Linked DNA regions of Mus musculus: regions 2, 3, 4, 5, 6 and 7 are each linked to region 1. A link is a contact called in public HiCAR-type, HiChIP or PLAC-seq and Micro-C data. All regions are on one chromosome and are shown on one strand. Each heading gives the region's core, a stretch centred on a gene start, on an enhancer-like site or on the middle of the called end of the contact. The rest is flanking DNA. Distances are from core to core; before and after follow the strand shown. Region 1 holds the start of Stc2 (stanniocalcin 2). Region 2 holds the start of Sh3pxd2b (SH3 and PX domains 2B). Region 3 holds the start of Hba-x (hemoglobin X, alpha-like embryonic chain in Hba complex). Region 4 holds the start of 4930505A04Rik (RIKEN cDNA 4930505A04 gene). Region 5 has its middle 20 kb from the start of 4930505A04Rik. Region 6 holds the start of Snrnp25 (small nuclear ribonucleoprotein 25 (U11/U12)). Region 7 has its middle 7.6 kb from the start of Gm51888.

Evidence for each region. A called contact is a pair of places that touch in the nucleus more often than the background predicts. HiCAR-type assays count read pairs that join an accessible place to other places. HiChIP or PLAC-seq counts read pairs in DNA pulled down with a chosen protein or histone mark.
Region 2: a FOXA1 HiChIP or PLAC-seq map of pancreatic cancer cells shows a contact between it and region 1. The contact joins the promoter of Sh3pxd2b here to the promoter of Stc2 in region 1. A contact is called at or near these places in 2 of 115 datasets of contacts at active chromatin or transcription factors (astrocytes and pancreatic cancer cells).
Region 3: a contact with region 1 is called in an H3K27ac HiChIP or PLAC-seq map of embryonic stem cells, with 6 times the contacts expected there. The contact joins the promoter of Hba-x here to the promoter of Stc2 in region 1. A contact is called at or near these places in 1 of 39 promoter capture datasets (liver) and 1 of 115 datasets of contacts at active chromatin or transcription factors (embryonic stem cells).
Region 4: a contact with region 1 is called in a Micro-C map of embryonic stem cells, with 5 times the contacts expected there. The contact joins the promoter of 4930505A04Rik here to the promoter of Stc2 in region 1. A contact is called at or near these places in 2 of 39 promoter capture datasets (both in embryonic stem cells) and 2 of 484 Hi-C or Micro-C datasets (both in embryonic stem cells).
Region 5: a contact with region 1 is called in an H3K27ac HiChIP or PLAC-seq map of embryonic stem cells, with 4 times the contacts expected there. The contact joins the enhancer-like site here to the promoter of Stc2 in region 1. A contact is called at or near these places in 5 of 39 promoter capture datasets (embryonic stem cells, liver and pre-B cells), 1 of 484 Hi-C or Micro-C datasets (embryonic stem cells) and 2 of 115 datasets of contacts at active chromatin or transcription factors (both in embryonic stem cells).
Region 6: a contact with region 1 is called in a FOXA1 HiChIP or PLAC-seq map of pancreatic cancer cells. The contact joins the promoter of Snrnp25 here to the promoter of Stc2 in region 1.
Region 7: a HiCAR-type map of astrocytes shows a contact between it and region 1, with 2.9 times the contacts expected there. The contact joins the enhancer-like site here to the promoter of Stc2 in region 1. A contact is called at or near these places in 3 of 39 promoter capture datasets (the 3T3-L1 cell line and liver), 2 of 115 datasets of contacts at active chromatin or transcription factors (astrocytes and stem cell-derived neural progenitor cells) and 1 of 9 other capture datasets (embryonic stem cells).

What each region holds. Positions count from the first base shown.
Region 1 is chr11:31,367,923-31,372,117 of GRCm38.p6, reverse strand. It overlaps Stc2 (stanniocalcin 2), which reads left to right and starts at 2,057. Exons shown (of 4, transcript NM_011491.3): 1 at 2,057-2,406. The coding sequence starts at 2,256.
Region 2 is chr11:32,345,364-32,349,558 of GRCm38.p6, reverse strand. It overlaps Sh3pxd2b (SH3 and PX domains 2B), which reads right to left and starts at 1,719. Exons shown (of 13, transcript NM_177364.4): 1 at 1,591-1,719. The coding sequence starts at 1,665.
Region 3 is chr11:32,274,827-32,279,021 of GRCm38.p6, reverse strand. It overlaps Hba-x (hemoglobin X, alpha-like embryonic chain in Hba complex), which reads right to left and starts at 2,422. Exons shown (of 3, transcript NM_010405.4): 1 at 2,264-2,422; 2 at 1,249-1,453; 3 at 906-1,142. The coding sequence starts at 2,358. The coding sequence ends at 1,014.
Region 4 is chr11:30,469,472-30,473,666 of GRCm38.p6, reverse strand. 4930505A04Rik (RIKEN cDNA 4930505A04 gene) reads left to right here and starts at 1,838. Exons shown (of 5, transcript NM_001100394.1): 1 at 1,838-1,925. The coding sequence starts at 1,903.
Region 5 is chr11:30,489,860-30,494,054 of GRCm38.p6, reverse strand. No RefSeq gene overlaps it. Among named protein-coding and RNA genes, the nearest start is that of 4930505A04Rik, 20 kb to the right of the region's middle. Within about 2 kb of position 1,919, at least 7 of the 459 cell types and tissues checked have an H3K27ac peak or open chromatin away from gene starts, as enhancers often do. A contact at or near this core is called in embryonic stem cells, where this site is marked.
Region 6 is chr11:32,203,698-32,207,892 of GRCm38.p6, reverse strand. It overlaps Snrnp25 (small nuclear ribonucleoprotein 25 (U11/U12)), which reads right to left and starts at 2,478. Exons shown (of 5, transcript NM_030093.3): 1 at 2,230-2,478; 2 at 843-933; 3 at 231-336. The coding sequence starts at 2,271. It also overlaps a transcript of Il9r not described here.
Region 7 is chr11:32,117,583-32,121,777 of GRCm38.p6, reverse strand. No RefSeq gene overlaps it. Among named protein-coding and RNA genes, the nearest start is that of Gm51888, 7.6 kb to the left of the region's middle. Within about 2 kb of position 2,432, at least 95 of the 459 cell types and tissues checked have an H3K27ac peak or open chromatin away from gene starts, as enhancers often do. A contact at or near this core is called in astrocytes and stem cell-derived neural progenitor cells, where this site is marked.

The sequences.
Region 1 (4,195 bases), core at 808-3,307:
GGTCCATCATTATACCCAATATCCACCACTTTCCTCAAAAGATAAATGAGGAAGTCACTGCTATTATAGTGACGAATGGCCAGTTTCTTCCTACCATCGAAGACTAAGAGATTCAAACTGACCATTTCCTGGGGCCGAGAACTGTATGGTACTAAGACAGAAGCTCCAAGAAGTCCTGCCCATTGGAAAGCCCATTCCCAGGGCTCCTTCCTCCTTTCTGAAGCAGCAGTCACCCTGACCCCCAGCTTCTCATTTCCCTCGCTGGAGGGCAGCTGGCACCCAGAGAAGCTGAACAGCTGCGGAAAGACAACCTGCGCGCTCATTTCTATACCCCTCCCCCAGGTGTGTCACACGTAGGCGCAGAAGAGGCTGAGAGCGGGCCTCGCTTCGGAGGCCCAGGGTTGCAGTCGCCGCGGGCGGTGGGTGATGAAACCTCCCAGGCGCATTACTGCAGAATGCGCGGGCGAGCGGGAAGTCGGGCAAGGACGGGGGTTGAGAGTTGGTACCCAGGCTCACCTGTTCTCCAAGACTAGGGTGGGGACTGCGGGGGAGGGGCAAGGAGTGCCAATACCGGACGAGTGCCATGTGGCGCTAGGTGGCAACGCTCGCCTCTCCACCCTCCCCCAATCAAGCTGGCCCCCCGAATTACTCCTTCGGGTTTATGAGGCCAAGAGCAGCAGTTCCTGTCCCGGGCCCAGCGCGAGGGAGACGTGAGCGTGCACACGTACACACACAGCAGGGAGGAAAGACGCTCCCGGCAGCGCCCAACTTTCTCCCCGCTTCCTCCAGCAGCGGAGATTGCAGCTGAAGGCGATCTGATTCTCAGGGTGCTTAAGGAGGGGGCTCCAAGAAGAGGAGAAAAAAATAGAAGGTCCCAAGATTTGGGGGGTGGGGTGCTTTAATTTTACATCAGAGGACTGCAGAGTAGAACAAACAAACAAACAAACAAAACCCGTAAGTGGGCCGAGTGGCATTTGGAGAAAATTGAAGACTGTATTTGGAGACGCCTAAAGTTGCCTGTCAAGCTCTGGCCTCTTGGGCACGCGATGGTCTGTGGCCGCCTGACCCAAGGCTGCCTGGGCCTCCAGGCCACCAGCCAGGAAATGATGCAAATGAATTTTCACCTGGTGAAATGAATTGTCACTTGGATCCCTGAAGCCCAGACAGGAATCCGTCTGGACTGGAGGAGGAGCGAGACGAGACGCCCCAGGTGTTATTGGACCCATCAAATTCAGGCAGAAAGTGGGTAAGTCAATCAGGCCAGCAGCTTCCACGCCTGTCCTCAAGCGCCTTTAAATAAAACAAAAACCAAAAAACCCAAAAAACAAAACAAGCGTCAGGACGCTTAGGAATTCCCACCAGAGTTCAATTTGCTCGCACCATCTCTGTGACCAGGTATCTGTCCTAATCTGTTCAGGTCTCCTGGCTGAGAATGTGACTGTGTTCCAAAGAGGAAACTTTCCCAGCTGGATATGAACCCTGGGGACTCTGTCCCTGTGAAGACCGACTTCTCCTGCCCCCCACCCCCCTTTTTTTAGTTTTTAGTTGCAAGTAGAGTTGGCATCCGCTTTAATTTTTCCCCCTCAGTCCATTCGGCCATTGCCCCGGAGCACACGCGCACGCGTCTCGCACACACACACACACACACACACACACACACACACACACACACACACACACCACGCAAACGCGTGCCATTGCCCCGGAGCACACGCGCACGCGTCTCGCACACACACACACACACACACACACACACACACACACACACACACACACACACACACACACACACACACACACACACACACACACACACCACGCAAACGCGTGGCCGCCGCCAGGTCTGCAACTTTGTGGGGCGATCGCGGAGGCGCTCCGCTTCCTCCCGTAGAAGTTGGCGCAGGCCCCGCCTCCCGCTGTGTTGTCAAACGGGCCGGGGTCTCCGATTGGTCCAGCCTCCGGGACAACACCTGCTCGACTCCTTCATTCAAGTGACACCAGAGCTTCCAGGGATATTTGAGGCACCATCCCTGCTATCGCCGGGCACTCGCGGCGCGGCTAACGGCCTGGTCACATGCTCTCCAGAGAGCTACGGGAGGGCGCTGGGTAACCTCTATCCGAGCCGCGGCGAGGAGGAGGGAAGGGGCCAGCGAGGAGGAAGAGTGGGAGGAGGGGGAAGCGGCGGAGGAGGAAGAGGAGGAGGAGGGGCGCACAAAGAATCCAGGTCTCCAGGCGGGAGGGTGATACCCAGAACCATGTGTGCGGAGCGGCTGGGCCAGTTTGTGACCCTGGCTTTGGTGTTTGCCACCTTGGACCCGGCGCAGGGGACGGACTCCACGAACCCTCCGGAAGGTCCCCAAGACAGGAGCTCGCAGCAGAAAGGCCGTCTGTCCCTGCAGAACACAGGTAAACGCGTGCGCCCTGCAGCCCAGAGCTGCCGGGGGAGAACAGGGTGCATGCTCGCGGCGCGCCGGGTGCCTTTAGCCCCAAGCCGGCGACCCGAGCTCACCCCGGGCGGCACAAACTCTCCGTGGCTCGGGACGTGCAGAGGGAAGAGCGAGGCGAAGCGAGGTCTGGCTCGGGCTGCGAGAGCCGGGGATCGGCACGTGCTAGCAGGGTGATGAAATGGCTGAGGCAAGACTTGTTGCTAGCCTTCCCCGGGGCTGAGGGGAACCGAGGCTGTGCCTGACGCTGCTGCCAGCTCCAGCCAGAGTCCCGGGCCCGGAGCAGGGCGCACTTCGTCACGCCTGGCCCGTGCGAAGTACCAAGGGACCCCAGAGCTGGGCTCGCCCTGCACCCAGAACTTCGTTTCCAAGCCGGCCAGCCTGGCATGTACTGTCTCCGTTTTCTCCAAAGATGCCGGACAGCCCAGAACTTTGCTGGCCAGTTAGGAACTTTTCCTTTGGGGGAGGGGGTTCGCAAAGCGTACCTCTGCTGCTGCAGCCATGCTCCTAGCCAAGTCAGCACGGGAAGAACTGTTGACACGATCCGAATCGTGCGCGGCCCTGCTCACCAGCAAGCTGCAGTGCAAAAGCCTGACGTGTGGCACACGGGGCTGGCCTTCTTCCCAGCTCCCGGGAGAGAAAGAAACGTGTCTGCCGCTCGTCTCCTTACGCCCCCACCCCCGCAATTCCTCGGGGGCCGTGTGAAAGCGGCGGCCGTGGCGTGCGTGCGCTCCTTGCCTGAGCCGGAATGCACAAGTGCTGGTCAGGGTTCTCCAAGTGAGTGATCGCTGCCCTGCTCGCGACCACGCGTGGAGTCAGTTCAGCCTCTCACCCCCGCTTGTCTAGGCGCACAATCAAGGGTTCCTCGTCCGCCCTGCCTCCTCTCGGGTTTAGGCACCCCTTCACAAGCACAAGCTCGTTCTCATGCTAGATTTCATCTCATACAGATTTTTCGACTCGAGCCCCGCCCTTCTTCCAGAATACACTTTCCTCATTGTAATTTTGCGGTTGGTTTAAATCGTAGAACTGAGCGAACCGAGAGAGGCGTGAGACTGCTCTGCCGCAGCCTGACAGCTCCCTGTCTGTCCTTTCAGGCTGACGAATTAGGACATCTTGGAAGAGGGAGCAGGCTCGGGGCCTCTGGGATTCGAGGGGATTAAGTGATATCTCACACCGGATCCCTAATTAAAAGGAACCTCCAGAGAAAGGTGGCGGGTGGAAAGGCCAGCCCCCACCTGCCTCCTGCGTTCTGAAGCTGGTGCCAGCTGCAGCTTCCGTGGCCTAGCATTTTTAATGCGGGTGGTTTGGAGGCACGGCTTTAATAGGAATCTTGTTTTGATTTTTAGGTGTTGAATCATAAAGCTGAATTGAAGTTGCTTGGACGCTTTCATCTGGGTTCAGGAAGGAAATGGCCAGATCTTAACGGCAGTGGCTTCTGCAGCCTCAAGTAGAGAACGACATTTAATTCATAAAATGTGGTCATTTTCAAATCTTATTTTCCCTGTGGGTTTTAAAAGCTGAAGTGCTTTGGGCTCTTGAACAGTAGTCCCACAAGTACCTTCATTAAGTGGAAACGATAGAAGGAAGAAAAGAAAACGCTCAGACTAAATTCTGATTGTTATATTTGTTTATTTTGGCTAATTTTACAAATACACATACTTTTCATATGTATTAGAAAATAATGACATTTTCTTTCCACTCCTTAGATTCTGAAATTGGCTCCACTTTTCTCTCCTTTTTTTTTTCTCTAG
Region 2 (4,195 bases), core at 470-2,969, 980 kb before region 1:
AGGGGTACCCCTCAAAGCCACAAAAGTCTGAGCTGATTCCCAGGTTTTGGGAGCGTTCTGTCCAGGGCCTCTGTGGGTGTGTGGGATGTGGAAAGGGGCGTGGTCTGACGGGCCAACGTCTTTGGTCCAACAGGCCTGCTCTGCTCCTTACTGTTAGCTGCCCCATCCTTGAAACAGACTTGAGAAGACCACCACTAAACATGTGTGACACCACAAGGGAGTAGAAGGTGACACCCAGTCCTTGGTGGTTCTATCTATTCTGGTTTGTCGGATCTGGTGGAAGGCGGCATGGAGGAGAATTTCAGACTTCCTCCAGTTGGTGTGTTGCTGAAAACTGTCCCATACCCAAGAGGCAACTCAACAGGCTTCAACAAGAAACCAAGACTTGGCAGCATTTGAAATAGTTAAGGGGGGGGGGGGGGGGAAAGGGAGTGGGGGTGGGGAAACCAAGACAATTTAGCTGAGCTCTGAAGCAGGGAAAACTTAGCTCTATTTAAAGATACCACAGGTCCAGGAAGCAGCCCCCCGCTGGCTGGCCCAGGGCTGAGTTACTGAAGGCCTAGACTATAACAATACACTGGAACACAGCACACCCTTTCTTGTAGAGTACAGTGGATACCCGGCCATCTCCTTTCAGAATTTTATGGGCGACTCAGGGAAGGCATGTATAGCTGTCTGCTTTGTAAGAATGGATCTCTTAAACAAATAGATCCAAAGGGGCTTCCAGGGAGGCCCCTGGCCAGCCTTTCTCCAGCCAACGCCCTCTCTAGTCATTGTTCCTCACTTCTTTGTTAGGATTTTTTTTTCCCTCCCTCTTGCTTTTTTCTTTCCTGGTTAACTTCTTCAGGACTGGCACAGCCACAGGGAAGCCAGTCCCCCTCACACCTGGAGTGAAGTCCCCAGGGCCTCCTCTAAATCCACTGTCCTACTACCCAGAACCTCTGAGGTGGAACCAAGGCCACCTCAACCTCCAACAAAGTCCCCAAGCAGCCTGAGAGGCCACTTCCCACTTGAGGGTCACCGTGGGCCCCAGGCCCATCGTCCACGTTTGAGAATCCTCAGCCTTTGAGTCTCAGCGTTCCCATCTGCAAAATGATGCCAGGGACCCATTTCCTCCACACCTTAGCAGCTCCAAACAAAATTCTCCTGTCACAGAGGGGGGTTACTCCTGGGGAAACTTTCCCACATTGTTAAGCGGAAGTTACAGGGAAGGGGCGCTCAAATGACCCATGCACAGAAGGATGAAGGGCTAGGTTCGCTAATCCTATGAGGCTGGGCGCCTCTGGGTAGGAGGGTGGCCTGAGACCCACGGCTCCGTGGGTTTCTCTCCTGGTTTCTGTCTTAGTCTGCAGCAGCGGCTGGGGCCAGACTTTTGTACGGGTGGGCAAGGCGAGAGCTCGCGAGGAGATGGCGAGGACCAAGGGGCGAGCGGGGAGATGGCGGGGAAGGCACAGGGACCAAGGGCTCGTGGGGAGACAGACAGCAGGGAGGGCGCGGGGACCCGGGGCGCGTGGGGAGACGGCGGTGAGGGCGCGGGGCACAAGTTCTGCGCGGGGCTGGGATCGCCGCGTGGCGCGGACGCCGACTCACATAATGCTTGTTGGGCACGCGCCGCTTCTGCACGTCCAGCACCTTCACCTCCACGATACTGCGCCGCGGCGGCATGGCCGTTCTCCGCGCCCAGCGCCGTGCGGGCCGGGCCGGGCCAAAGCGATCCTTGCCGCCGAGCACTTGCCGCCGCCGCCACCGCCCTCCGCGCCCCGCCCCTGCCCGCCTCCACGCCGCCCGCCCACCCTGCTTAAAGGGCCCTCCCGGCCCGGCCCGGCCACGTCCGCCCGCGGGCCTTTGTCCCCGCGCCCGGCGGGACGGCGCGCTCCGCCCCCCGCGCCCGGGCCTGGCGACTCTAAACCCAGGCACCCAAGCATCTTGCTCGAGCTCTCCATTCCCGTTAAGGGCTCAGGGAGGTTGCCCATCCCCCTCGGTGTGTGAGAACCGCTGGCGTGCCAGTCGCTATAAATCCGATCGCTTGCCCCCAGGGCTGGGGGCGGGGGCTGGGGGTCAGGGAGAGGTGGTCACTAGGTCTCTTGGGTTTACTGTCTATGACAGGGAGAGGAAAAACTGCAAAAATGGCCTGGCAGCCCTGCACAGGGCTGCGAAGGTGAAAGAGAGCAGGGATGCTGGGTAGGTAGCAAGCCCCTGACCCCGTGGGGGACTGAGTCCACACCTGGCCCTGTGCCCTGTCATTATCACGGATGCTCACTTAAAATCTCACAACACCTGGGAGTTGGGGGTCAGGAGGGGATGGTTAATCGCCTTTTACAGAGGACCTGAGGACAGCCTCTAGATTCATGGAGCAGGTGGGTCCAACCCATGGTTGCCCCACACTAAGCAAAGCAAAGCTACAAGTGGCTCCACATCTCTTTTCTCTAGCTCATCCTAGCATTGGCTGGGCGCTCAGTAACTAACAGATGCTGGCTGAATGAATGGATGGATGGATGGATGGATGGATGGACACACATAACACCATGGATAGGAAGTTCAGACTGCAGGTAGTGGTTTCTCAGCCACGAAGCAGGGGTTCCCCTTCAGGCACCTCCCCACCCATAGATCAGTCGAGGAATTTCTTAAGGGAGAGTTCTCGTCAGTCCAGGCAGGCCTTGCAGACTACTTTATTTTGAATCCCTCTGGAAACCCCTCTATTGCCTTTTTGGCTTCTTTGTCCGTGCTTTCTGCTGTTCTGGCCTTGAAGGCTGGTCTGGATGGGCTTCACTAATAGAAGGGGTTACTTGATTGGTACCAGGCCAAGGCGGGAGGATTGTCTTTACCAAAGCCAGTTTTGTACCAAAGATGGCTTTGTGCTGCCTCAGGCACAGGACTATCTTCTTGGCGCTCTTGATTAAGCTGTTCTTACTGACCCACTCGGAGATTGTGGAGAGTGGCATCCATTTGGAACCAGGGCCCTCCCTGGCCCAGTAATTCCCTCCAGTGCACCAGATCCTAAGGTGCTTCCCCAGCAGAGCTGCCACCCAAGGCACCCGCTGGTTTCTCTCATGTCCTGCACAAAGCAGAAGCACAGACTGTAGAAGTTGGATGTACCTGAATCAGCTAGCTCCTCCCACTTCCCAGTTCCCCAGCTCTGCCTGTAGCTGTAGTAATGCCATCATCTTCCCTGTCCCGTCATCCTTGCCCCCATCCTCCACCTCCCACCCTTGCCGGCTGATTTCTGAGTGTGAGTCGGATCACTCTGGGTCGCTCACAACAGTTCAGCCTTGCAGCTTTTGTCCTTGGGTGTCCGCCTCATTTTAGTTAAGCACCCACAAGGTGCATCTGCGTCCTTGCTACCTGCTTCAGAACCTCCTTCCTTTTTGTGGCTGAATACTTTTTCATTGTGTGTTTCCTAGCCCTTCCTTTTCTTTATTCATATAAATGTGGTCACTTTGGCTGTTGCCACCCTTGGGCTATTGTGACTAAGGCTGCTGGGAATGTTGACATACAGATGTCTGTTCAAAGTCCTTACTCAGTAGTTCTTTAGAGTATGTTCTGGATTGCATGGTAATTCTACCTGGATTTGCTCATTCTTTTGTGGCGCTGCATGCCTGTCTTCCTGGTGGCAATTTTGTTTACTTATTTTATATATAGGAAGGCTCTATCTCATGTACACCTGTGTGCTGGAAGCAAGCATTAGATCCCATTACAGATGGTCATGAGTCACCATGTGGTTGCTGGGAATTGAACTCCGGACCTCTGGAAGAGCAGTCCATGCTCTTAACCACTCAGCCATCTCTCCAGTCTATCAGCAGCGCACAAGAGGCCCAGCTTTTTCCAAACACTCCCCCCTGCCCCTTACTTACTGCTTCTTCTATTGTTCTTGACCACGCCATCTCAATGGTGTCAGGAGTGACTCACTGTAGCTTTTATTTGCTTTTCCCCAATGATTAATGACAGGAAAAAGACCTCTGCTGTTTAAACTCTGCTGAATTTTACAAGGGGGTTAGTGCTTTTCTCTTGCTGTTGTGAATCAAGTGGGAGGGAAATCTCACTTAGTCCTAAGCTTGCTCCAGCCCAGCTATCAGCCTAACAGTATTTGTTGAGGTCTGTCTGTGAGCTTGGGGCTGGCCTGGCACTTTACTTACTAGGGTCTTGTCTTACTAGGGTCTCATAGCCCTGGGAGTTACAAGTCATCCTTCCTGTTTGC
Region 3 (4,195 bases), core at 1,173-3,672, 910 kb before region 1:
TTGTAAAATCTGCACATGGGTGGTCCGGATGCTGCATTACCACATCCTTGTCACAAACATGCACCATCTGAGGATTAGCTGCAGCACCTCTTTAACTAAACAGGCATTTGGTTGTGGGAAACCTTGGTGTTTGTGAATTGCCAGCCTGAGCAGGTCAGTGAGCAGGTAGGGCAGCCATGGGATTTCCCCCTAACCTTAGCACTGCCAAGTGCCCCTGGGAAACCTCAGGTGAGCCTTGTGCCCCATATCCCTGACATGGTAAGGCTGGTTCTGAGCTGCTTCCTGGGCACCACCTGCCATGTCCACGCAAGCAGCAGCTGCCCCCCTAAATGTGCTTGGTGGCAGACAATCGGGTGCACTGTGGCTGAGTTTGGGCCTCTTCATACAATGCTCCCATACCCGGCCGCCTTGATTCGCTGAACTCAGCAGAAACACAGAGCCCTTCGCGTGTCCGCAGAAACATGCCCAGAGAGAGGCCAAAGGATGGGACTTCTGTCATAGACTAAGTCGTGTGAGTGCGAGCCTTCGCTTTGAACTCGCAGAACCTGTAATGACTCCTATGAAGACAGTTACCGGAAGTCTTCTTATCCTTTAGGGACAGGGACACCCCCTACCTGCCAGGGTGGCAGAAGTTATGACATCAGACTTTGAGGAATACCTGACGCCCACCCACCACACTGTGCGAAGCGATTTGGGAAGGTGAGAACTCCAGTCGCAGGCAGGTCTGACTGTGGGCGGCTCTGCTTCTGGCCAGCTGTGACTCTGGGGTTCTCCAGACCCTCCCCTAGCCACCTTAGGAATGTCCTCTAGGCAGTGCATAACCGCAGTGTTCCTGCCAACCTCAGTGCATCCCGTAGTGTCCCCATCCCTGTTTCCCTCTGAGACCGAATACACAGGACCAGTTATTTCCTTCTTCAACCATTTATTAGGGATTCAGGGAAAGACCTGAGGGAGGGTTCAATAAAGGGGAGGAGAGGGATCATAGCTGGTCATGGGGGTCGTGGCGGTGGAGCTTAGCGGTACTTCTCAGTCAGGATAGAAGACAGGATAGACATGAACTTGTCCCAGGCTTCGTGGACCTCAGGGGTGAAGTCGGCGGGAAAGCGTGCGGCCATTGTGACCAGCAGACAGTGGGACAGGAGCTGCGGAGGGAAGGGAATTTCAGTGCTCAGTGCAGCAGAGACCCCACCCGCTTTTTTTCCTTGTCTCTTTCTCTGCTGACCTCTCCCTCCCTTCTCATAAACCCACCTTGAAGTTGACCGGATCCACACGCAGGATGTAGGCATGCAGCTCGCTCAGCTTAGTCAAAGCACTAGAGAGGTTGTCGATGCTCTTAACCGCATCCCCTACGGCGGTCATGATCTTGAAGCCGTGGGCCCGCAACTGCTGAGACCCATGGTGCAGGTCGAAGTGGGGGAAGTAGGTCTTCGTCTGGGGGTAGCTGCAGAAGAGCCTAGGGGCCGGGAGAAAGCGTTAGTTTTACAAGTAAGTATTGGTTAGGGAGAGGGCTAGGACACTGGCTCTTGCCTTGGGCTCAAAATGTAAGGGATATACAAATTTAAAGACCTACCAGACAGAAAACAAAGTAGTGGTTTACATAGTATTTAAGGAAATGAAATGCAAAAAAATGTACATTGAATAATACAAAAAGCATTCGGAGAGATGGCACTTACTGCCCTGGAGAGAATGCACTACTGTCCGTAACTAAGATGCAAGGGGATTTGATGCCTCTAGCTTCTAATGGCACCTACGCTTGCGCTCTCTCTCGCTCTCTCTCTCTCTCTCTCTCTCTCTCTCTCTCTCTCTCTCTCACACACACACACACACACACACACACAAAATCTTTTAAAAACAACCCCAAGAGCGATGTTACTATTTCCTATTGCACAAGGGTCTACATGGCAGATCCCTGTATCCACTCTGTATCCACTCACTCTCTATCCACCTATAGCTGTTTATTCATCCATTCATTCCTATTCACTCAACAAATACCTGAGGAGCCACATGGAAGACTCTGGTGAGCTCTGTGAATGCCAGCCCACCTCCTTTAGCAGCTTGTCTGCCTGCCTGGATCCCCTCCTCACAAGCTTTGATCTCTCAGTCCTCTCCACGTTGTCCTCTCTGCCTCTGTCCTTACTGTCCTGACCATACTGTCCTCATGACCCCTTCTCAGTGGCTTCTCCTCACTAACTGCTCTTTGTCACTTCTGTCTCACCAATCCCTCTTCTGACCTGCTTACTCAAGCCATGGTGCCTGGACTTACCTCTCTAGAGTCTCAGTGCCAATGGGCTCGGCCTGAGCAGCCATCTTCTCCCACATGGACATGATGATAGCTCTCTCATTCTTCATCAGAGACATGGTGGTGGTGGTGGTGAGGGTTGGAGGCTGCGCTGGAGTTGAGTGCACTCAAGACTGGCCTGATGGTGCTTGTCCCCAGTGTCTCCTTTATATACACATGGTCAGGGACCTGTCAGGCTGTGGCCACTGGTTAGGAGAGGGGAGGGGGCTTGCAGGGTGGAGCCTGTTATCAGAGCCAGCAACAATGGGAATTAGGGCTTGGTGGGACTGTAAGGGCAAGTGCTATCGCTCTTGCCCACTGCCCATGGCCTTAGGAGGGGTGTTGGCCTTAGTCCCACACAGAATCCAGGAGAGATAGGGGCCCAGCCATGTCAGGAGGTCATTCTTGTATCCAGACCTGCACTGTCCTTTCTCATTTCAGAATCACAAATTGTCTGAGCCATCCCTGTCACCTAATGTCAGTGACTCTTGGGTTCCCTCCAAGGAAGCAGTAATTCCTCTCACTTAGCACTGAGGGAAGATCATGGAAGTCTGCTCTCACTAGGAGGAGTAACGGGTCAACAAAAGATCTCCAGTCTCCAGCTAGCCCTCCATACCAACCAATATACAATGAAATGCACAGTTCTCTTAGTTTTTATCTTAACATGGAGATAGGTTGGTTTGCTCATTGTCCTGGACTGACACATATATAGATCTATGTAGCTCCACCATCTTAAAACTCCACAGCCACCCATTTGGAGCCCTCATCTTCCTCTTGCTCCTAACCTAACCTAATTCATCCTTTTCAAAAATGTGTGTAACTGGAATCATACCATATTTTACCTTTTTAAGACTGGCTTTCTTTCCCCTTGTATAATATCCTGTAGATCCATCTGCTTTTGTATTCACCAGTAGTTGGCTACTTTTTATTTTGTGGTATGAATATGCAGCAGTTTGTCCTTCGTCCACATTCACAGAGAGACCTCTGTGTGAGCTTACAATTCTATTTCTCTATATCTGTGTCAGTTGATACATCTGTATCTAAGAGTAGAATTCCTGGCATATGCAAGGTGTATATTTAATCTTATAAAGAATTGCCAAACCATTTTCATGAGTGTCCTTACTACTTTATATTCCTATGTATCAATGCCAGCCTTTTTTGAATCTTAGCTGTTGGATAGGTAAGTAATGATATAGCATGGTGGCTGAAAACAGAATTTTTCCAATGGCCAGTGATGGAAGATCTCTCTGGGTGCCTATTTTTCATCTTTGGTATTGTCTCTGCTCAAGCACGTTGTCTACCTATAAAAGGTACCTTGTGCACATTTCAACTGGGCCATTTTCTTACCAGTGATTTATAGACATTCTATACATAATCTGGATCATTTGGGGGGGGTCAGATATGCTATTTGCAAATACCTTCCCCTAGGTTTACACTTTCCAGATAGTCTTTCATTTCTCATGTATCATTTATTTGTTTTGTGTGTGAAGGGCACACATGTGCACATGTGTGGAGGCAAGAAGACTACTACCTCACACTGTTAAGCCTGGTTTTAAGGGCCTCTACACATTATGGCATCTCACCCAGCCCTCAGTTCATCTTAATAGTCCTTTTTATAAAGTCAACGTTTTAATTTGGATCAAGTCTAACTAATCAAGCTTCTATTTTAGAACTCATTCTTTTGGGGTGGACTTAGTGGTAAGTGCACCATACATACTTAGTGGTAAGTGCCAACATACAAGAGGCAGAGTTAGAGGCATCTTGGTGAGCCTGAGGGCAACCTGGTCTACATAGCAAGTTGCAGGATAGCCAGGGCTTCATAGTGAGACCGCATCTCAAAATTAAGTGGGAGAAAGAATCCCAGCCCTGTTTCTTGAGTTAAGGTCTTACTGTGCAGCATTGGCTGTCCTTGAACTT
Region 4 (4,195 bases), core at 589-3,088, 900 kb after region 1:
CAGATGGTCGTGAGCCACCATGTGGTTGCTGGGAATTGAACTTAGGACTTCTGGAAGAGCAACCAGTGCCCTTAACCTCTGAGCCATCTCTTCAGCCCCAACCTCATTCTTCATGACTGAAAAGTTTCATTGGCATGTGGCATGAAGGTCATAAAATAAAGCAGTAAGCCACTGCTCTTAGAACAGTGAATCTATATCTATACTTGACAGTAACTCTGGATCTCTCAGTTGTGGTCTTATTGCTACACAATACACCATAACCATAAAGCAAGTTGGTGGGGAAAGAGTTTATTTGGTTTACACGTCCACATCACTGTTTATCACCAAAGGAAGTCAGGATAAGAACTCAAGCAGGGCAGGAACCTGGAAGTAGGAGCTGATGCAGAGGCCATAAAGGGTGCTGCTTACTGGCTTGTTTCACAAGGCTTATTTAGTCTTCTTTCCTACAGAACCCAGGACCACCAGCCCAGGAATGGCACCACCCATAATGGGCTGTTCCCTCCTCCATTGATCACTAATTGAGAAAATGCCTTATAGCTGGATCTCATGGAAGCATTTCAACTGAGGCTCCTCCCTGTCTAATGACTCTAGCTTACGTAAAGTTAACCACCAAGCCAGCCAGTTCACTAGGCATTTTCAGATTTTGTGAATGAAGAATTTTAGGCTCTGAGATACTAAATGTCTCCCTTATGTACAAGCTAGCAAGAGGTGAATCCACAAGGCAAACACCAGTTGCTCCCAGGGCCTATGTGCATAATCAGTTTGATGGTTAGGATTCAACTACGTTTCTCCCTGTGGATAGTGGGTCCAATGAATGCTTGGCTCAGCAAACATGCATGCCATCCCCTCCCTTCCTAGCTTTCTGGTTCTCCAAGCCATTTCCCTCATATTTGGTGACCCATAACTCCCTATTCAGAGACACATACAGTCCACACTCAAGTATGTAGGTTGCTGGATGTCAAATGTATCCACAATCTCTTCTCCCTAACAGGACTTTAGGACCTGAGTAAAAGGCCAGCCTCCACTACCCCACATCTGTCCCACGCGAATATAAATTTACAAAATGACTTTGGCTTCCCATGCTTATGCACATTCCTCATACACAGCAGAGTTCAGTTCAATAGAAACATCTCTAACCCCATTTCCTTTCCTATACAGAAAAACGGTTTAGTTATCACACGTGCCAAGGGCATTTGGCTCTGGTAGTGGAAACTGGAAAATGGAGTAAAAATTTCCAGGCTCAAGGTGCTAGATGATCGTCCAGGTCTTTTCCCTGGAGCTTGGGCTTTTGGAAAAGTGCAGCCATGCAAGCTGGGAGTCTGCCTAAACCTGCAGTCTCCTGAACCCTCGCTCAGACAGGGCAGATGCACAAACTACAGGTAGCCTCATTTGCAGAGCAGCGTTCCTTTGTTCTATTTTAAAGCTTCAGATTCTGTCAAAAAGTGATAGCCAAGCTTCCCCATGAGAATCGGGACTTGCACAGCTCTGAAGTGCTCATGGAAAACAGGTTTCCACGGGCAGCGGGGGAGACCTGGAAGCCTTCCTTGCTCACTCCTCAAACCCAACAGGGCTGGCTCCCCACTAGGTTTTGGGCTGATTCCCCACTAGGTTTAGGGCTCTACAACTTCAAACTCACTGTCCAACCTAAGGCTGTAGTTAAAAACCAAGGGACTCTTTCCCTCCCGGATTGAAGCAAGCCACACCCAGCTGCGAAAGCCCAACAGAGCACACTTACTGCGCTTGCGCACAGTCCCCAGTCGCTTGTGTTTTTCTTCCTGAGCTCTCAGTCGCCTAGCAACGCTGGAGTCACAGTGGCAGCGCTCTGGAGCCCCTTTCTAGCAAGAATAGGTCAGTGTTCTCTCTTGACACTCCTAGCTGCCACGTGGCAGGCTGGAGGGGGCCATGGAGGGAGAGGAGAAGCAGCAGTAAGTGCCAGGGTTCAGCTTTCTATTTTCCCTTCTGAAAACCTTTTCTATTTCTTGCAAAAGATTAAGGGAGTGGCTCAGCACATAAGATCCAGGCCACATACATCCAATAGGTTTCCTCCCCTGCTTTCCAAGGTTTGAGTGATTACAGTATCTTTTTTTTTTTTTTTCCTAGTGCAGCGTTTACTGAGCTTTCTTGAAGCCATCATGAAATAATCACTCTTCATACCTCACATTTAACTCGTCAGCAAATTCTGTCGGCTCCAATGTTGAAATTATCCATACTCCACTGTTCATTGCTTCCTCTCTTGTCCTCACTCAGTCTCGAGTACCAGCTTCTCATGGATACAGCCATCGCTTTGCTTCCCTAGTCTCTGCAGCCTTTTCAACATGGCCTCTTTTTAAAAGGGGAAAAAATATGTTTTCCACAGGGTACATACAGTAAAGCCAAGGCTGCGCCTGCCGCACCACACCTGCTACGGCCCTCTAGATCACCCTGGCACCTGCATACAGCTAACTGGTTGAAACAAGTTCCTAAGAACAAGCCTCAAAGATTACTATTTGATACCTTTAGATGTGTTTGACTGATAATTTGGGAGACCATGCTTTATGTCTAAAGATGGACACATTTCTGATAAGAGTTTTGGCAGTTACAGTTGGTTCTGCTAGAATGTTCCTTCCTCAAATATCCTTAATTTGTACCCATCCCTCCCTTGCTTTTTTCAATTACCACCTTCACAAATACCCTGTCCCAAACGTAGCCTCTCCTCCCACATACCTACATGCCTCTTCCTCGCTGGAAATTGTCGTTATCATGTGGCACCATCTAATAGACTGTGTATGCCCCATTTCATTTCTTCTCTGCCTTCCCTAGAATGTAATCCCCGTGAAGACAGGAGTTTTCATCTGTTTCCCTGCTGTATCCTCAGAGCTTCATGTAGCACCTGGCATGTAGAGACCCGCTGAATGCATTAGCAGTGCTCTTTTTCTCACATCAGTTACAATAGCTATTGTTCTTTCATATAAATCAAGGAATGGAACCTTAGATATTAAGTGGCAGAGGTTCCAAGCCAAGCCTGACTGCTTTCTGTTTTGTTGCTACTGTTTGCATTGCTGATATAGAACCTAGGGTCTCAGGCACATTAGTGTTTTGTCTGTATAAGGTGTTTCATTGTACAAAGATGTTTCTACAGAATCAGGCATTTCGCATTTATTTATCTGTAGCCATCCACACCTTGAAATACAGAACCAAGTAAATGCATAAATGTGTAAACCAACACCTACAGTCCTTTCCTTCAAGGATCTGATACAGATGTGTTGGTGTTCAACCATGAGAAACAGATGGAGAAAGCAGAGACCAAGGAGTTCAGACCAGAAAGTTACAGCTTTTAAGTAAATACACAGATCTGAGAATATAATAGAAACATCTTAGAAGTTGCTTACACTTTTCTAGTAATCAGTTCTTCTAAATCCTTTGCAAAGCAGCAATTTTTGTTACAAATCAAGGAAATAAGATCACAAAGAATCTGAAAAATGTTTTTATGTGGAATGGAGTGAGGGTTAAGGGTGTACAGCTGAAGCAAAGGCAGAGTGGAAAAATAAGTCTAGGACATTCACCTGAAGTATATAAAGAGTACAACACAAAGCATTTACCTAAGCTGAACAGAATATGGGTGTCAGGCAAGCAGTGATCAGTGAACTAATAGTCACCACTGCATGGAACTTATATTGATCCATAAGGGTATTTCTGGTGCTTAGTAAAGACAAAGAGCTAGATAAATACAATTTGAGTTATAGTAAGAGCCACAAAAGAATGTACACGCCTAGAGCATCATGGGGAGGGGACTCTAGGAAGTATCTGGGAAATTTTTCAACTGATACCCAAGTGATGCTGGGGAGCTGGGAAAAACCAGTGGTGCTGGAGAAGGAAGAGCATGAGCAGGTGCCCTGAGGAGAAAAGAAGTGAAAACAGGGAAGACGCTTGAATGAGATTGAAGAGATTAGCTGCCTCAGTGCACACTCAATATAATCAGGAGACTAGGTTTTACTATAAGTGTAATGGAAAGCTATCCGAGATTGTTAACTGAAAGATTACAATAGAAATGATGGACTGGATTCATTTTGAAGTAAGGTAATAGGTATATTTTAAGGGTTGCGGATAAGGCAAAACTACCCATTTGTCAGTATAAATCTAGAATCTTTGTTGTTATTGTTTTAACCACGTTATTATTTTTTTGAAGATACCATACAATGTATTTAGATCATATTTC
Region 5 (4,195 bases), core at 670-3,169, 880 kb after region 1:
CCCCAAAATACTATTTCAAAACAGGTCCACAACCTCTGTTTCCTATTAACGATTCTTTACCCCTACCTCTTGGGGGTGGGGGGTGGCTAAAAGGGAGGTTCAAGCATTAAAGAACCAAAATTAAAATCAGTTTTGAAAAATCTTAGCCTCCAGACACCTGGGCTTAGTAACATGGGTGTTTTCTGAGTTTTCCTTCTGTCAGACTGGCATGGTATGTAAACTGAACCATAGTCATTTGCATCAAGAACACACAATACAAAAAGCACTGTGCCAACAAATTCTTATGTCTTATGGTAGCCGCCATAAAGACTCATGCCCCCAAGGTTGTTTTTCTGTTCTCTTATTTCTGTTTTTATTTTAACAAAGGTGGAAATTATGTAAAAAGAAATACAAATATGTAATTAGTAGTTAATTTTTAAATATTTTAAATGTTAATTTAAATGTTTTTAAATGTCATAGTGATTCCTAATATTTAGAATCCTGGATAGAAGGTAACTTTTCCTTAATTAACTCACAGGTCTTGGTGAGGAATATTGATTTTTTTTTCTGTCTGTTTTATTCCACACACATGCTAGGTAAGCTTTCTACCACTAGCCATACATCTGGCTTTGGTTTGTGATTGAGAATAAAACCAAGTTCTGATAATTTTATTAAATTAAAATGTAAATATCTGGTTCTTAAATGAGCTTACCAGCAGATGGGAAGTGGTTTACTTTCCACTTTTCAGGGAATCTAGATTACCCTTTCTCCTCTGCTAGGAAAAAAAATCAGAGTGCATTCGTGGTTGGATGTCCCAGATGCATCTTTTATCTTCAAAGTACATGTTTATTTCCAATTTCCCTCATAGATTCTGAAAGTATCAACAAATGCAGTCTTTCTCCCTTTCTTCCTTTCCTCTCATCATTTGTCAAAAATGTTAGATGTTGTTGGGAGGAAGATTAGAAGGTTCAGCAGATCCACTGTCTTAAAGATGGAATTTCTATTTCAGACTATTTTAAAAAGTGAGAATTACCATTATTTTACTCTGCAAGGACAAAGGCAACATTTCTAGGAAGTTTTTTACAGATCAATCTGGATGAAGAACATGCATACAAAACTCTATTAAGAAATCTGCACAGAGAGTATATTGTGTGCTAATTCTTTGGGAATGTAGTGTAGATATCAACACTACAGAAGGGAAACACTAAAGCAAAAGTATCTATGTGCTGGGCATGGTGGAGCATGCCTTTAATCCCAGCACTTGGGAGGCAGAGGCAGGTGGATTTCTGAGTTTGAGACAAGCCTGGTCTATAGAGTGAGTCCCGGGACAGCCAGGGCTACACAGAGAAACCCTGTCTCGAAAAACCAAAAAAAAAAAAAAAAAAAAAAAAAAGTATCTTTGTGAGAGATGATTTTTCAAGGAAGTAATAGAAGAATCAGCTATTTCTTTACTGATCCTAAGCACCACCGTTTGATCACCTAAATCACAGCACCCAAGTGCCACGGACCGGGCCTAGTCAGACCCCCTCAATCCGTGGGAATCAGAGGTTCCAGCAGGTGGACATGGAGTCGGCGAGAAGGGGGTGACAAAGAGACAGGACACAAGGGAGTGTGGCTCTGAATGTATTTTGTCCAAACGAACACCAGACTTGTAATACAGAAGAAAAACAAGAAAAGCCAGGCGAACACACCTGCCAAGTTACATTGACACAAAACAAACAAAAAAAAAAGAATGCATATATAAAATTATGGCAGGGAACCAGGTCGTGTTTACCACTTAAAATGGAGCCAGTGAATGCTCTGATGCAAAGCTAGTCTATTGTTAAACCCACCACCAGGGGTTCTTTAGTAAATACCTGATGATGCTATTCCTCTGGGCCTAGAGAAGAAACCTGTACCAGGGGAATTCCCTTTCCACCAACTCTTTCATGGGACAGCCCACCTATTTGTTAGGCCATTGTGTATTCCTGTGTTTGGGTGAAACTCAAACTATTGTCCTAAGTTATCACTATGCAGACCAGCCCTGAGCTTTTCTAGCTCTGTTCTTTGTAATGCTTATTTAGTTTCAATGTCTCTACTAGAAGTGAATTTGAATGTTACTGGATAGGTAATTTTCTTACTGAATTCCAAGCTCCAAGTTGGTTCAAGGGCTGTCTGGGACATTGATGAAAACCAGAGAGTAAAATTTAACCTGATTAAGTACTTGTAAAATCATTTCTTGGAAGTACCTATAATACAAGAAAGCACTCAGATCCATACATCAGGCTAACTCAGAGACAGGGTTTGAGCATATGGGCTATGGGAATGCCAAGGTTCCAGGAGGCATAGTTTCCTTGAAACTCTTTCACTTGTGACTGCTTTTAGGCCCTTAGGCCTACCAAGAAGACTGCACTGTAGTGATGTAGCACCCAAGGAGGAAGACACAATGGTTATATAATGGGTGATCCTTTGTGAAAGCATGGCATTCAGGCAAAGAAAAGAGCTTCAGTGGCAGAGTGTAGGAGAAACTGTATTGAAGGATATTGGCAACAGAAATAGAAGTAAAGAAAAGCAATGGGTTCTTGTTGCAAAACAAGGACAGTGGTTATGTCCAGACTATAGGGAGTGGGTTTTGTCCAGAACAGGTACACAGAAAGCCTTACCCATCCCTGCCTTCTAGGAGCTTCCACTTCTTCACTAAAGTTGTGGGTTCATAAACACCCACTTTGTAATTATTTGTATTCCCTACTCAGTTTTTTCTAGCCATGAAGTCTGAACAAAATCACTCCTCCACTACTTTTAATCAAACTAATAAGCCTCCCCTGACAACCCCCTCTCCTGGTTTCTTTTTCTGGTTCTCCTCTCTCTCCTCAGTGATAGATTGCCCATCAACCCTCGATGATGCCTACTTTCAGCCTACCAGCAGCCTCCTCCTACTTCCTCCTGCTCTGCCATGGTGCCACCTTTACTTCCCCCTGACTGGCCCACAGGCAGATAAGATCCACCAAATTAATGCCATCTACCCATTTTGGGCTGAGGCAGTCTCTAACTAGAACCCTGAGTGAGGCTACAATTCTTGGGGCATTTTCACTAGAGATCAATTTATAACTTACCTCCTGGCCAGTCTCTGTAAGGCTGTCCTAAAAGTAGTTAACTGTCCTTAAAAATATCCAAAAAGTCATCCAAGGAAAACATGAAAACCTGCCTCAATCTCTAGATTACCTTACAAAGGCCCTCTGGATCCCGAGACTCCAGATGGGAAACAAGTCCTTTTGACCTATTCTCCCAGAGTTTCCATAATATTAGGGCCAAAATTAAATGTCTGGATAAAGGAACCCTTAAATGTCTAGAGAAAGGCCACAGGCAGAACTCCTAGCTGTGGTCTTTATGGTATACTATGAGAAAGATGAAAAAAAGCCCCCAAACAAAAATATCTGATGCTAACAAAGGCCTTTTGACTGGTCAAGGAAGCTGTCCATGTTCCTTGGACTGCCAAAGCCTGAGAACCTCTGGTTCCTTATTTCAAATCTGGAAAGAGGATCACTGGACCTGAATCTGTCCAAGCCTGTGTAAGCCACCTCATCCAAGATGCCATCAGGAGGTACATTGGGGCATTGACCGCCCCTATGTCCTTCATGACATGGGAACATCAAGCCCAAATCAACCTCCCACGTCTGGCCATGGGTAGCTCAGGGAGCTTGGACTCCCTTGGCCTGACCACTACCATCTCCAACAGTGATCCTCAGGTAGTCATCACAGTATCAGAGCAATCTATCTTTCTCTGGATATTGAGGACAATTTTTGAGTCCTGACAGAGTTTTAGGTACACACTTCTCCTTATGTCAGCACACTTTACCACACTCACCAAACTCCACCACTTGCTAGTTCCCTTGCTGAACGGGACCTCAGAGCCTCTATTTCCCTTACTCTCCCCATAGGCTTGACCCCAGACTCACCAGCCATTCCCATCCTCCTTCTCCTCAAAACTCACACAATCTGACTCACCTCTTCCTTTACCAACTGCCCAGGTGGATCCATGGGTATGGAACACCCAAAAACATTCTATAGTTAGACACCACATCCATCTCACATCATTCAACTATAAAACCTTACCAAATGTATCACCCAGGCTCCATACCCACTTTCTCTTCAAAGCCTGTGACAAACTCTTAAGAAAAAGTCATCTGCATCCCACTTCTTCCTCCTTCAACACTCCCATACCTGAGGTGAAATTTTC
Region 6 (4,195 bases), core at 1,229-3,728, 840 kb before region 1:
TGGGTAGGGCCACGTCAGTGAAAGGGCATGTTTGGAAAGGACCACTGGGGCAGGACTCTCAGACACAGAATTGCCCCATTCTAACACCAGAAAGCTCTCATGATATGGGACTGTCACTGTATCATTGGTAGTGGGGTACTGGTGGTACACACATGAGGAGCTGAAAGCTGCCTTCCTACTGAGCCCCGAGCCCAGGAGTGGCACAGGGAAGGCACTTCTGGCGCACTCACCAGCTGATGTGCTGAACGCCGCCTTCCCGCTCCTGCTTGAGCTGCACGTATCTCTGGATAGCCTTCTTCAGGTCCAGGACCGTGGCATTCTGTACGACGACCACAGCTGTAACCATAGAAACACATAGGAGAAGAAACACGTGGGCGGCCACACACGGGTGGCTGTCCCAGCATACCCAGGCATGGTCTGAGTTTCTCACTGACTAGCTCTCTGCTAATTCCTTGCTGATGTGAAAGGTCAGGCTCAAAGAGAAGCACGGTTGTGGCTTGAATAAGAAGGTCCCCCACAGACTCAAATATTTGAATGTTTGCTCTTTAATGGAACTGTTTGGGAATGGTTAGGAGGTATGGCCTTGCTGGAGGTGGTGTGCCACTGGGGGTAAGCTTTGAGGTTTCAAAAGCCTTCAGTCTCATGCCTGTGGGGATCAGCATGTAAACTCTCAGTTTCTGCTTCAGGACATTTGCCTGCCTGCTGCCATGCTCCCTGCCATGTTGGTTCTGGACTGTAGCCCTTTGTAACCAGAAGCCCCTACAAGCATTTTCTTTTATAAGTTCCCTTGGTCGCAGTATCTCTTTATAGCAAGAGAAAGTAACTAAGACAACGGTACTTACGCATTACCTCTCCATCCATCTTGCACACACGGACAGTCATCGCCTGGCCATATTCCAGTGCAATCTGGGAGTTGACCTCTTCTAGAGTAACCTAGGGAGATGGAGATCATAAGAGCTTTCTGGTGTTAGAATGGGGCAATTCTGTGTCTGAGAGTCCTGCCCCAGTGGTCCTTTCCAAACATGCCCTTTCACTGACATGGCCCTACCCACACTGCTGGGGAGCGTCACTTGGAGACACCTGATGCCTTAATGTCTCCCTAGTTATAGATGATATATACCTACCTGTCAGTGGCCCTGATCAAAAAAGGGAACCAAGCTTGCCTACTGTTATGGTTTGCATATGCTCAGCCCAGGGTGTGGCACTATTAGAAGGTGTGGCCCAGTTACAATAGGTGTAGCTTGCTGGAGTAGGTGTGTCACTATGGGCTTGGGCTTTAAGACCCTCATCCTTGCTGCCAATATTCTGCTAGCAGCTTTCAGATGAAGATGTAGAACTCTCAGCTCCCCCTGCACCATGCCTGCCTAGATGCTGCCATGCTCTTGCCTTGATGATAATGGACTGAACCTCTGAACATGTAAGCCAGCCCCAATTAAATGTCCTTATAAGAGTCCACGTGGTCAGCCACCTCAGTGAAGTTGGAGATTAGGTTGTATTGAATAAACTTTAAAGGAAAAAAAAAAAAAAGGAGTTGCCTTGGTCACACTGTCTGTTCACAGCAGTAAAACTCTGACTAAGACACCTATTGTGTGTTAGGATTTTCAATTAACACTGGGCCTGGCGATCCTGAGAGTATTGTATCAAGAGGCTCCAGGCCTGTACCTCAGGTCCAGGGTGCAACTGACCGGCTACCTAAAACCTTTGATAACAAAATGTCTTTTGTTTGTTTTGAGGCAGAGACCCACTACTCCAGACCCTTGGCTGGCCTGGAGCTCTCAATGTATCAGGCTGGCCTCAAACTCACAGAGATTCCCTTGCCTCGGCATCCCGGGTGCTGAGATTAAAGGTCTGGCCAGACAAGAGATGTTTTAATAAAACACAGAGGGAAGTACAAATAAACTTGTGTAACTCAGTGGTAGAGCACTTATTTAGCATTCGAAAGGTTCTCAGTTTGGCTCCCAGTTCTGTGCGCACACAGACGTTAAATAAAAACACCTTTGATTGGCAAGGTTAAAGAATACATTAACTACTAAGTCACGCATACTGAAGTTTCAGGCAAAAGGAAAAGACTTGTCACACTCATCCTGAGTTCATATCTTAGTGTTTGTTTAATTCAAACTTCACGGCTCAGAGGGGCTCCTCACCCTAAGCGTTCCACTTATGCGCAGAAGCGTCTTTCTCTGGTGGGACCACCAGCGCCCATCCACACCCCAGAGCCCTGTCTCGCACCTGGATCGGAAGGTCGCAGAGCAGCGGGTCTTGCACCACCATGGCGAGACCTTCTTGGAACACGTCCACAGCCTCGGAATGGGGCAATGTCTCCTCATCATCCTCGTCGTCCTCCGGCACCTCCGGCCGATCCTCAGCCTCCGGGTCCTCCAGGACTGCCTACTACTAGACTAGTGTTGCTTTCCGGCGCTCCTCCAGCCTGCCCTGCCTTCCAGGTTGATAAGCAAAAGGCGCGTGCGCAGTGATTGTGTCCCGCCCCGACGAGATAGCTTAGCCAATGGTATACTGCGTGGCTTCAGTAGCCAATGAAATGTGCGAGTCTTCGGGAGGCTGGGAGCGTGCAGACAGCAGGTTATTGGCTGGATAGAGCAGGTCACGTTGGTGGTGCGAGCGGCGCGGGAGCTACGAGCTATTCTGTTCCCCGCTGCTGAGCTTCTCTTCGGTCTGGGCTGGTTGTCAAGGAAGGCCAGCGTTGCTATCGTTTCGCGCAAGACACCTGTCCCCGTGCACGGCATCACCCAACAAGGTGACGCTGGGAGGCGGGCGCCTCCTGCTGCCTGGGGCCTGCCGTTGCCACTCGCGTGCTGTTGCCCCAGCCAGGTCGCTTCGCAGTCACTTGAGATTATGCCATGGGCTCCATTCCAAAAAATTGCCTAAAAGGTCCACTTTAAAGTAAGGTGGAAGCCGGGCATGATGGTGCACGCCTTTAATCCCAGCGCTTGGTAGGCAGAGGCAGGCGGATCTCTGAGTTCGAGGCCAGCCTGGCCAGAGTGAGTTCCAGAACAGCCAGGGCTATACAGAGAAACCCTGTCTCAAAAATCCAACCAACCAACCAACCAAAAAACCCACCAACCCCCTCCCCGCACAAAAACCAACTCCAACTCCAACACACACACACACACAAATAGAATAAAAAGTGAAGTGAAGCTTTGGCTTGGTGGCACACACCTTTAATCTCAGCACACAGGAGGCAGAGGCAGTTGGATCTGAATCGAGAGCTAGGTCTGTATGGGAGAGCAGGGACTACAGAGGGAAGTTGTCTAAACAAAACAAATCTAGGCGGGACCTGTGGTCCTCGGAGCTGTCAAGGGCAGCCTTGCCATGCGCTGATCTCTAGTCCTCGTGTTCTTTTACACCACCAGTCCCTGTAACAACTGTTCTTATGAGGACGCTGTGTAGGCAGCACTGTGGGCTTTTTCTTTTTTCTTTGCTCCCGTCACATTCCCTGGATAGCTACTTTAATCACTTGCCTCATTTTTAAAATCCTATGTGTATGGGTCATTTTCGGCGTGTATTTCTTCTGGGCACTGAGAAACATCGTGTGAGTGCTGGGAATCAAATTTGGCCCTCTGGAAGAACAACAACCGTGTCTCTCTCTCTCTCTCTCTCTCTCTCTCTCTCTCCCTCCCTCCCTCTCTCTCTCTCTCCCTCTCCTCCCTCTCCCTCCCTCCCTCTCTCCCTCCCTCCCTCCCTCCCTCCCTCCCTCAATCATGGTTATCCTACTTAAAACTCTTATCCCCTATGCCAAGCTTGTTGTACGCACTTGGAGAAAATCCTAGCACTTGGAGAGACTGAGGCAGGAGAAAGGGTTTAAAGCCCAGGAGAGTTGCACAGCAGAGATAAAGAAGAAAGTAAGAGGAACAGGTTACATAGTGAGACCCTTTCTCAAAACAAAAATAAACAGAAAATCTACAGTATAGATTAATGTGGCCATAAGTAAGCACAATTTATTTGTCTTTGACATTTTTGTTTGAGATATCTTCTCTCAAATGAACTGTTTCAGGCAATTTTGGCTTTATCAGCTATGTCTATTAGTTTTCTGCCTTTATCAGCAGAAAAAGCAAGCCAGATCTTTCCTTTCCCATGTTTTCCTTTCTAGGCCATCACGATTTTCATGTCCTACCATTCTACCTCATACCTATATCTATATTTCTATAGCTCCATATTCCCACATGCATACACATCT
Region 7 (4,195 bases), core at 1,183-3,682, 750 kb before region 1:
CGGGTGTTCCATGAGAGCATCAAGAACAGTAGCAGGCTGATGACAGAAGCAGCTGGGGCAGCTGGGATGGCAACCCCTGAATAGTCAGGCAGCAGGGTTGGGCAGGATTCTGCAGCTCTTGAGCAGGTAGTAAGGAGGCAAATTCTCACCGTAAAATAGCCATTTGATTTGTCTTAATTACTGACTGAGGCTGAGAGCTTCATTTGAATGCTGGGAATTGACAATTGAGATTATGACCAGAAGTGACTAGGTGTAACCAAGTGTCCGCAAAATAAAAGATACCAGGTGCAGGAGAAGGCGCCTCTATTCTAAGGTCACCCTGGGGGTGGGGGGGAGGCAAAGGATGTGTGCAGTGTGTGTGGTGGGTCTCAAGAACCATCACTGGGCAGGGTTGCTCTTCTGTAGCAAGCCCCTGCCCCCACGATGTGACCTGGCCCCACATCTGTATGGTTTCTTAGGCTGTATCCCTTAACTGCAGGACAGATCATCAGGACAGAACATGAAGCAGATCATAGTCTTCAAATTTCCAAAGCCAAGACCCAAGTACAGAGAGAGAGAGAGAGAGAGAGAGAGAGAGAGAGAGAGAGAGAGAGAAGAAGAAGAAGAAGAAGAAGAAGAAGAAGAAGAAGAAGAAGAAGAAGAAGAAGAAAAAAGAAGAAGAAGAAGAAGAAGAAGAAGAAGAAGAAGAAGAAGAAGAAGAAGAAGAAGAAGAAGAAGGAGGAGGAGGAGGAGGAGGAGGAGGAGGAGGAGGAAGAGGAGGAGGGGGGAGGGAGGCAGGGAGGGAGGGGAAGAGGGAAAGGTGGATGGAGGGAGGGAGGGAGAGAGGGAAGGAGGGAGGGGGAGAGGAATTACCACAGTTAATCCAGCTGCCTCTGAACACATAGGAAAAAGAGAAGGAAGGGTGATATAGGTGACAATGTTGACTTCAAAGGCATCAGGCTGACACCCAGGCAGGAAGCTGAACCCAAAGCTCACCACACTAGAAGACCACCACTGCCTCCATCCTTGGGAGAGCATATGGTTCACTGGCAGTGCTGGGAGCCGAGTGGCTGTACTTGCTGTGTATGGCAGCATGGAGTGCCCGTCGCTGGCAGCCTCCTCTGCAACCACAGCTGTCCTGTGGCCTCAGGGTTTCTCAGCTCTTGAGTGACTTAACTGGGTGGGCTGCCACTCTTGAAGTCCTTATGGGTGGGGCCATGCTGGACAGGACAGAGGTTCTGGGAGACCCCAAAGGCTCTGCTTCTATGCCTTGGTGGGATGAAACAGGTGAGTTTTCCCTTCACACACCACCCCACTACATGGCAATTTCCTGATTGAATTTAAGGGCTTTGGTTTTATATCACAAATGGAGTTAAAGATGGGCAGTGGTGGCACATGCCTTTAATCCCAGCATTTAGGAGGTGGAGGCAGGTAGACCTCTGAGTTCAAGGTCTGCAGAGTGAGTTCCAGGACAGCCAGGGCTACACAGAGAAACAATTGGAGTTTAAAAATAATAAAACAAAACAGATCCACCCCCACCCCACCCCCAGATATGACTCTGAAGACTGATTAGAGCAGAGAGGACAACCGTGCTCCTTTAAATGACTGTAGAAGAACCCACACTATGGAAATACAAGTTTTATTTAGTGAGCCTGTGTGGATTTATAGTGCATTGTTTCTATGGCCACCGTTTTCTGATGCTATTACAGAGAATATCCCATGTGAGCACCGTGTATATATTGGAACCTTTACAGTGTGAGATACTTATACCAAGTTTAGATATTTCACCTTATTTAGAAAAGTGTCATTAGAGCCAGGAATGTGACACATACCTTTAATCCCAGCACTCAGGATGCAGAGGGCGGCAGAGCTCTGTGAGTTTGAGGCCAGCCTGGTCTCCATAGTTCCAGACCAGCCAAGGTTACATAGTGAGACTCTGTCTCAAAAAATAAGTGTCATTAGCTGGGCAAGGTGGTGTCTTAGTAATCTCATCATTCCAGAGGCTGAGGCAGGAGAATAGGGTTCCCAGGCAGCCTGTATCTTACCTTTACCATAATTCCCACGCTGTAAGTGATTTTACCTGGACCTGCAGGAGGGAATTGTCAAGGCTGGCTGACTTGTAGAGAATAGCTGAAGCAGGAATTGAACCCAAGGCCTATCCTCTCCCAATGCTAATAAATAGGTGCACAGTGGTCTAGATTGGTGGCAGCTACTGTTGCCATGGCAACGAATGGGTTTGGAGAAGCCAGCCATGCTGTATGGGTGTGTTTCCATCCTCAAAGGCTCCTCACTAGCTCAGTCTCATACCCTAGTGCCCACCACTGACTTGCTGAGAGCAACCTCTGTCCCCGGGGGCAGTAAACTGCCCGAGCGAGCGACAAATCAGTCTGCAGTCAAGGTTACCAAATAAAACAAACTGTCAAGCAGATGGCTCATGCTGCCCCATTCCAGAGCTATCAGGATGCAGCTGCAGAGGGGAAGCAGCCGAGAACACAGTCCCCACTATGAACACTAATAGCTCAGGCTTGCTCGGAAGTCTTTATTTAGAAGGAGAAAACCAAGGCTGATCTTGGGGGTTCTGTTCCATTTCTTTTTCCCTCTGAAGTTGGGAAGAGGATTCCTCTTTCCTCTGGGCTTAAGGGCAGGATTTAAATGGAGAGGGAAAGGTTCAGCCCGAGTTCAGCATTAATTGGCCAGCAGAGGGTGAATAATGATCTCCTTTGCACTCAGCAGGCAGGGCATGCCAGCCTTCCTTGAACCGTTCATGAATTCGCTGAAGTCCACAGTGACTTCTGCCACAATTCCTCCTCCTTTTCATGGGTGACAAGCCTCGCCTTGCCACTGTTTCTTAGAACACAGACCCCTGAGTGTTCCGGAAGGGCAGAAGCCATTCTGCATTCCTCCCCAGGCCTCGGACAAGGCCAAAGACAGAGTAGGAACTCCGTAATGGCTCAGGAACGGAGGCTACAGTTGCTGGTTGCTTTTTGGGGATGTTTTGAAACAAATTTCCCAGTGTGACCCAAGTTGGTCACTACCTTGCTGTGTAGCCAGAGATGAACACTTGATCTTTCTGCCACTACCTCCAAATTCTTGCCTGGCTTCATTTATTGCTTTCATGTGTTACATGTTACAGTGCACCTCTAGACTCTTGTCAGCTCCTTGTAGGCACCCCAGGTTCAAGAACTTTGAGAAATAAATTGGGGCAACAGACATGTCTATGTCATTCTGTCATAGCAGTGAAGCTGACTGAGGCAAGGATGGAGGAGGTGTGTAGCTACTCCCCTGGGAAGGGGAGAGCCAGGATTCTAAGTCAGGAGGTCCATTTAGATTATTCTGGATCTGGCTTTGACTACCTGGCAGGGAAACTGAGCAAGTCACAGAACCTCTCCAAAGTGCAGGTTTCTTGCCTCTGGTGTGGAGGGGAGGCCAGCAGATCTAAATACAACTTACAACCTGGTCAGGTTGTACAAACCTAGCTTGGTCCTGCCTCACATTAAGTCCTGGAGAACTGACAGTGGTTGTTACTCTCATTATACATCCTGGTGAATGTAGCCTTTCAGTTGGACACTGAAGGGTCCCCCAGGCCATGAGATTTGTCTGTCTGACTTACATCAGCTTTCAGCATCTCCTGATCCCCAAACTCATCCCAACCTGATCTCTCACAGCCTTGGGAGGATGCCAAACACACCCACTCTCCCACAGTGTTTTCACGAGTCTGAGCCTTGAGAAGTCTTTCCTCCCAAGTATGTGCTTGAACGGTGAGAGCTGGGTTGTTAGATGCAGAAAACTAGGGGGATGGGTCTAGAAGGATGGGGAGACTGTCCACACAAAGGAGGGGGGGAGGGGGACATGGAGGGAAGGAGGAAAGGAAGGAGGGAGGGAGGGAGAGAGAGAGAGAGAGAGAGAGAGAGAGAGAGAGAGAGAGAGAGAGAGAGAGAGAGAGGAAGAAGAAGAAGGAGGAGGAGGAGGAGGAGGAAGAAAGGAGGGAGAGAGGGAGATAGAGAGGGAGAGAGGGAGGGAGAGAGGGAGAGAGAGAAAGGAAGAGGAGGAGGAAGAAAGGAGAAGAGAGGAGAGGGGAGGGGAGGGGAGGAGAGCTAGGGCCAAATAGCCCCTTTCCTCTCTCCCATGACCCAGTTCCTTGTTTGGCAAGGGACACCTTATCAGGGAAAGCACATACTGACCAGAAAGACTTTCCTTCTGGGCTCTTTCCTTTGGC